Regions from separate parts of the Drosophila melanogaster genome. Here region 1 is linked to region 2. Evidence: chromatin contacts called from public Hi-C data. All regions are on one chromosome and are shown on one strand. Each heading gives the region's core, a stretch centred on a gene start, on an enhancer-like site or on the middle of the called end of the contact. The rest is flanking DNA. Distances are from core to core; before and after follow the strand shown.

Region 1 (3,745 bases), core at 903-3,402, 74 kb before region 2:
AAACTTCAATCAAACAGCTGGCTAGTGAAAAGCATTCCCAGATATTAATTACTATATATTGCATTACTATTGATAGCTAAAAGTAGTTGCAAGGACTTCAAATCGGGACTTACTCAATGTACTTGTCCTTGCGCAACTGCAGTATCTGTAATTCCGGCTTCAGGGCGTTGATCTGTCGCTCGAGCAGTAGCTCCTCCTTCTTCTTGTTCTCCATGTAGTGGTTAAGGACTTGACCCTTGGCCTGAAGAGCATCCAGCAGATTGAGGAGTGTCTGCTTGTGCTCCTGCAGACTCCGGCGAGCGTTGGCATTGGCCGCTGCGGATGCGGCTGCGTTAGCTCCATCTCCAGCTCCTCCTGCCTCCGTGGACGGGGCATCCGCTGGCGCCTTCATGAAGGATTCATTGAGCTTGATTTGATTGCGGAATATCTTCTCTGTATTCCCGAATACGCTCTGGTGCAGCTTCTTCTCCTGCAGCTCCTCTCGAATCGCATTGAATGAGTTGCGCTTATTCTCGAGATTTTGCTCAAGATTCTGAAGCAGCTGGCAGGTCCTGATGAATTCGTTGCTCAGCAGACAAAGATCCCCGTGCGGCTGCGACTCCTCATCCTCGCGGGCTCGCACAATCGGATTACTCAGTGTTATGTCCAGCGTCTTGTTGTACATGCTCAGAGAGTTCTCCTTGTAGTAGTTGATCATCTCCACCACCGAATTGAACAGGTCCGTCTCGATAAAGCCGTACTTGCGATCCATGTGGCATATCTTTATTAGCTTCTCGCATCCGTCCTTCATCAGGGTCAGAGTGTACTCGCCCTTCATCGAGAGGGCGTCCCGCACCAAAAAGCTGCCGTCCGGCTTTCCGTGCAGGATGCTCTTGGCTTCCTCCCTCGATATCCGGCCCCAGTACCATGGGGCCATGCGTAGCTCGTCCTCGTTGGGATCGACCAGCGATCCGGGCGCCTGTGGCCGCATCGTCGAGTAGTGGAGCGGGGAGGGTTGCACTGCACAATAAGAATTAATTTAAAATTTAAAAAAATTATTTAAAATATTGATAAAGTATTTCATGTAAATTCCCTATCTTATATGTATGCAATTTTATCTATTTTTTAAACTAAATTTTAGTTTACAAGTGTAAAAACAAATATAACATTGGGTTTACATTGAAAATTTCCTTTTCTGTTAATAATCGCAATTCCTGTTAGAAAATGAAAACAAATGAATAGATTGCAGTTCCTCAAGCTAATAAATTATCCAGAATGTTAAGAGTATCTACATAAAGTGATCTCATCTGATTGTCCCAATCCTAAAACGACATTATATTGAGGCATTTAATAACTCTAATTTGAAACATAAACAGCTGAAAAAGGAGAATCTCTAGTGAAATCGAAGTCTTGGCAATGAGCCTTTATTTCGTTATTTGAGGGACCCAATCCATTAATAAATATTGGCCAAATATTGCGCCCCACCAGAAGCGAAAACAACAACTCTGTGTAAAAACGAGGCATGTAATCGCTGGCGTCCCGGTCTCTATCTAGCCTTCTCGCTCCCGCCCCCAGGCACCCCGCTAGCGACCTCTCGCTTCAACGCACTCGGGCCTGTTGCCAAGCGCCCCCGAAACGCAAATACTTACTTTTGTGGGTCTTGTGGGGTTTTCAATGGGTCGCAATTCTGGCGCTGCGGATGCTGCAGCGGCGAAAGAATCAATGGATATAGATCTGGAACTGGATCTGGATTTCGGGCTGCGGACTACTCGCCCCCCGTTCGCGATATCGCTATAGCTATAGCTCACCACCAGCGAATGGAGCACATCTTTCTATATTCTCGATTTCGCGATTCGACGGAACACTCACACTAGCAGCCGCACGCACACACGCACCAACACAAACGCATAAGACGGACACTACGACACACTGTTTAAAAAAAAATGGTTCGCTTTTGATTCTTATTTTCGTGGTTTTACCCACTCATTGGTTCTTTTAATTGGCGTGCAATTGTTTCAGTTGTAGCTGGATCAAAACATTCCCGTGCGGAGCTTTTGGACGACAGAAATTGGGGTTTAATCACAATATATCAGCACACCATTATTTTCGGGTAGAAATCGTGCGGTGTTGAACAGCGCTGTTGTTGCCATGCCACTTGCTGCGAGTGAGCTGCAGGGCCTTTGTAGCACTGGCGGCTTGCAGTGTTGAGCAAGACGAAACTACGTATCGGTTGGATATAATAACGTAAGCGCGGGAAACAGGGCTGCCCAAGAATACAAAATATTTCACACATTATAATTACAAAAAGGTTGGCCAGGTTGTTGCTTTTAATCATTTTAATTTCACAACTTAATTCATTCGAAATTATATTTTTTCAAAATAAAGATTTGCAGTCTATGCTTTTTTCCGAAAATATGCGATTTTGCATTATAATAACATTTAAATTTCTTATTTAAAAGGCGATTGGCGCAAATCATTCTTTGTATAAATATAAAATATATTCTAAATAATTTGGCAGCCCTGGAAAAACGTTAGAGAACGACTGCTAAGCCGTAAGTTACCCATCTTGTAGCCCTTGGGCGCCAAATTCAAAATCATAGCTTACCCTTCCGTGACTCGTTTATTGTACAAACAGAAACTTATTTTAGAGCTAAGCTACAGCATATTTATTGTAGTAAGAAAATAAGGACCATGACGTTTGGAGCCTACTCCACCCGTCTGCGTAAATCAATTAGGCAGACATTTATCAATGATTTTGTTTTCTCCTTTTAGTTTAAATTTCTGTTAATGGTAGTTATCGTCGTTCTGCGAATAGGCGATGTGATTTCTTAGGTAATTACGTTTAGCATTAATTGTGGCCCGTTTCATCAAAAACGATATATTGGTTAACCAGCTTAGAGACGCCATAATAATGCGTAATGGTTCTCTCCTGAATGTTTATCAATGGGGTTTGTGTGTGAGTTAGTGATTGTATGAGGATGTTCGTTTGTGGATCTGGAGTGCCTAGTGAATCTGAATGATGCCCGACTCCAGCAGTTTCATTATCTTATCGGCGATGGCAGGATTCTGCAAGTGTCTGAAATATAGAGGTTGTTAATTAAAATATAGTATACAGGTTGTTAATAATATATAAGACCAAAGAAACGTAAGTCTGCTTGTTAACTTCAAATGGGCTATTAATTTCTAGATTTTACCAATGAAACCCAAAAAAGCGAACGAATAAAGCCAAACGGGTACTTACTCTTTGACCGCATTGGGATCGCTTTGCATCTGCTCGAGGATCATACGCATAGCCGGATCCTTTAAGATCTGTTGAATCTCCGGGTCGGACATTGCGTTTTTGAGGACCTCCTGCGGATTGCGCTGGAAGTTCATCGAACACTGACGGTAGCCTTCAATGGCCTCCGCGTTGTTGGGGTCCAGTTCCAGGGCCTTTTGGTAAGCGGCTTGCGCCTTAGATTGTTGCTGCATGCCCTGTAGAATTTTGCCCTTGCGGATGTAGCCCTTTATGAACTTTTCGTCTAGCTTGATGCAAGTGTCGCAGTCCTTGAGGCCCAGATCAAAGGCGGCCAGCTTGGTGTAGCAGGCGGCGCGGTTACTATAGAGTTTGGGATCATCCGGATTGCGCTTGATGGCCTCGGTGTAGTGCTTTACAGCGGTGCTGTAGTCCCCCTTCTTAAAGAAAAGGTTGCCCTGCTCCTTCTCTTCCTCGGCCTTCTCCGGATTGATGTAGGCCATTCGCTCCTCCTCCTTGATTTTGGCTTCC
Region 2 (3,555 bases), core at 508-3,007:
CCCGTCCTCTTTTCTCATCGCATTTTATCTCATCTCGCGAATGGGAATGGGCATGCGAATGAACGGCCAAAACGGAGGAAATGTCAAACCACTTTGCACACCCGGCGGCAGAAACAAAAACAGCAACACACCGAACTCCTTCTCAAATCCACTGTCTAGTGCAAAACCGTTGCTTTCGATTCCTTGCCTCCGCTTCGCCTTTTGCTGCCCCTTGATGTGGCAGCAAAAGCAGATACACCGCAAAACAGTGGAACCAGCAACGTGTTGGTCACAAGGCATGGGGCGACATATGGGAAAAGGCAAAACAGCGAAGTCAATTGTACAAGCTGCCCTTTTCGATGCGCAGCAATCCCACTGTGTTGGCGGGCTAGAGATGCGCCAATTGCAAGCCAAATGAGAACGATTTTTTAATATTTCATATTCACATATTTATAAATATCCGAGTAGTCCGGAATCGATTTGAATAAGGGTGCCGATACTAAAGCGATACTGCGCTCCAATACATCTGATTATATATGCCATGGCTATAGAAATGTAGAAATTTTAGAAGGCCTAATTCGGGAAATTCCCCCTACAACTGGTCATCGCTGAATGGGCGACGTTGCCATTATCAAAAGGCAGAGAGGCAGCGGTAAAGGCAGCGCACCATCAATCAAACATACAACAACAACAATAACAGAAGTAAAAGGAGCGAAACAATCCGGTAATGTCGGGGGGCCGGAAGAAACGGCGGCAGCAAGAAGAGCAAAGCCAAGTGGTTGTTGCTGCCGTTGCCGATGTTGTTGTATCGACGAACTGGAGTTCTTTGGTGACGATGGTTGCTGCGGCTGCCGCGACGTGAGCAGTAGCGTTGGTGGACGACTTGGTTTTATTGCTGTAGTTGTTGTTGGCCATTCGATATCATCGGGTGGTGGTGCTGCCTAGCTGCGTTGGCTGTACTTACGCTGCCGCCGCCTCGCTGTATGTATTAGTTTTCCATGCGAGAGTGCCTCACTCTCTATCTCTGTCCCGCTCCCTAGATGTCTGCAATGTGTGTTTGTAATTTTACATTTTCTGGATTTATCCAATGTATAATTTTTTCCTTTCGTATGCGCCCACCCAAATGTCTGGGGGGTGGTTGGTGCTGCTTCTGCTTCTGACACCACTGTTTCGGCTACTGCTCTCACGAACTGAATTATTGAGCGCAAAAAGGAGACGGGGATAATGGTGACCTGTTCCTCTTATGGTTTCCTGTTCTCTTCTTTCGCATACCGCGAGAATTCGATAAAGACGCCTAATTGTGCTCATTTGGACTGGGAATGGGAATTCCTTTGCTCCCCCAGACCTCCGGGGCGGCCGTCCCATTGCACGCTGCGCTGCTGCTTTTGCTTAAACCTACTTTTTGCTTTATTCTGTTGATTCGTTTTTGAAGTTGCAACGTAACGTGCATTTGAAACACCTAACATAGAGAAGTTGATGGCTATCCTCCTGTGCGTGTGATTCGACTGGTGCGGGTTGCCATTCTTTTTGTTTCCATCTTCGGTCCCACCTTCGACTTGCTTGGAAGCTTTTGCTTTTGTTGCTGACCGCTGTCGTTGCTCTTTTTTAGTGACGTTGTTGTTGGTGCTGCCATTCGATTTATTATTTTATTAGCATTTCGCTGCCACTTAAGTGTGCACAGTGGAGCGAATCGAAACTTTTCTGATGTGTAAATACATAAAATTTTGAAAGGGAAAAGTTGTTTTTGCCATGCTGACTTTTTGAGTAATATTTTTTTGTTGAAGAATTTTTATATTCTTTTATGCTCTCGGACACTCCACTGTGCGTGTGCTCGTAACAGTCGCTGCTAGATCCCATTGCCGCTCTCTCACTCTCTCTGTAGTGACTGCATTCAAAGGATGCAGCCGCCACGCCTGCGCATTTTTCACTTTACACCTGTCACTCATAAACCATTTGAAAAAGTATATGTCTAACCGATATGCTGAACGGCTTGTCAAGTTTAAATCCGACTTGTCTACCTGCCATCACCCTTCTTACTTTCTTTCCCTTTTTCGATATAGTTTAGTCCAATTTAGGATAGAGAAGAGTGGCCTCCTGCCCTCTTCGGTGATCTTGCGCAAGATTTCTGTTGGTGTGAGTGAGTGCATTGTCGAAGATATATATATGTCTCTGTCGCATATCGATTGTGCGATTGTAGCCGCCCTGCTCACTCATGCATGCATTTCGGTGTGTGCAATATCCACTCACGGACTCGCTCACTCATGTGGTATCTGCATCTGTATCTTGCGGATTGATTAATAATCTCGTTTCGTTTTTGCTCTGGCTACGTGCTTATCGCACTTTGGCACTGCTTCCATCTTTCATGCTTTCTGACTGCCTCGTGCTCTCTCTCCCTGTCTCCTGTCTGGATAGTGTGTTGCTGTCGATGTAAAGCCCAAAGGTCGAAATAATAAAACAATGCGAATTTCTAATCATACGATAAAAATTGTTAATTGATATTGATATCTTAAAATATGGATTAGGAGACGAGGGTGAACTCCATACCGATAAGGTATTAGGCGTCATTTCTAAAAGATTTTCGAATTAAACCATTTCATGGTTTTACTTCTCTTTGCTTTGCGCTGTTGTTGCGCCTGCTGTTATTATTTTATTTTATCCCTTTTTTCCGTTGTCCTGCGTCCGTCCGTCATTACCCCGTTCATCTTCCCCCATTTGGCTGCCTCGCTCTTTCGCTCTTTCGTGCCGTTCTCTATGTGTCGTCAACAGTTTCTGTGGTACATTTGTTTCATTGCCTTAGCTTTTTTTGCCTGCGATTCCGCCGTGTGTTGTTCTCTCCCCGCTCCAGGGTTTGTGTTTAGGTGCGAGTAAGTGTGCGGCAGGCTCTTGTCTCGCTTCTTTGCTTACATTACACAGTTGACACAATGTGCCCGCTGCGGCCGCTCTTCTTCAACTCGTCCATCCACTGCACACTCACAGTCACAATCGCATCTAGGTTGCTTCTGCCCGCGCCCTCCCTTGAATTGTACTCTCGCGAAGCCGAAGTCGATGCTCTCTCTGTCGCTCTCCCTTATTGCAAGTGACGCTCATTCACCTCCGAGTTGGATGTCGGTCTCAGTTTTAGCCCACCTCATTCATATTCACATTCACCCAAAACGGCGTTTGACTTAATCTCACGATTGTTTGGTTTCCTACTCTCCCGCGCTCCCTCTCTTCTGAGTCTCTCTTTCTGGCTGATTCGCATTCGATTTTAGCCGCTGCCATCGCCGTTGTTTGCCTACCTATGTGTGTGTGTGAGGAGTGTGTCTTGTATTTTAGTCCGCAATGCGCTCCGCTCATTATTTGTTTGAGCGCCGCGGTGTAAAGTTGTAAAAAGTCCAAGTGCTCGTGGAAACTCGATGCAAGACGGGGAAAACGAAACGCGATAAATCGTGAGAAAGAGAGTGCGCTAAAGGAAGAGGGAGTGATAATCAAACGAAATGGAATAATGTATTTGCAGAGGCAACAACAACAATGCAAATAGTTGTCATTGAGGCGCAATGAATGATAATTAGTGCTTAATTGAAATCAATAATCATG

Evidence for each region. Hi-C and Micro-C count contacts between places; a contact is called where the count stands out from the background.
Region 1: a Hi-C map of the Kc167 cell line shows a contact between it and region 2, with 4 times the contacts expected there. The contact joins the promoter of Pi3K21B here to the promoter of lncRNA:CR44222 in region 2.

The regions. Positions count from the first base shown.
Region 1 is chr2L:296,287-300,031 of dm6, reverse strand. It overlaps Pi3K21B (Pi3K21B,), which reads right to left and starts at 2,152. Exons shown (of 3, transcript NM_001272888.1): 1 at 1,629-2,152; 2 at 114-999. The coding sequence starts at 970. It overlaps Stip1 (Stress induced phosphoprotein 1), which reads right to left. Exons shown (of 4, transcript NM_058006.4): 3 at 3,221-3,745; 4 at 2,583-3,055. The coding sequence ends at 2,983.
Region 2 is chr2L:221,721-225,275 of dm6, reverse strand. lncRNA:CR44222 (long non-coding RNA:CR44222) reads right to left here and starts at 1,757. Exons shown (of 1, transcript NR_073675.1): 1 at 568-1,757. The region is part of intron 12 of kis (kismet); the gene reads left to right.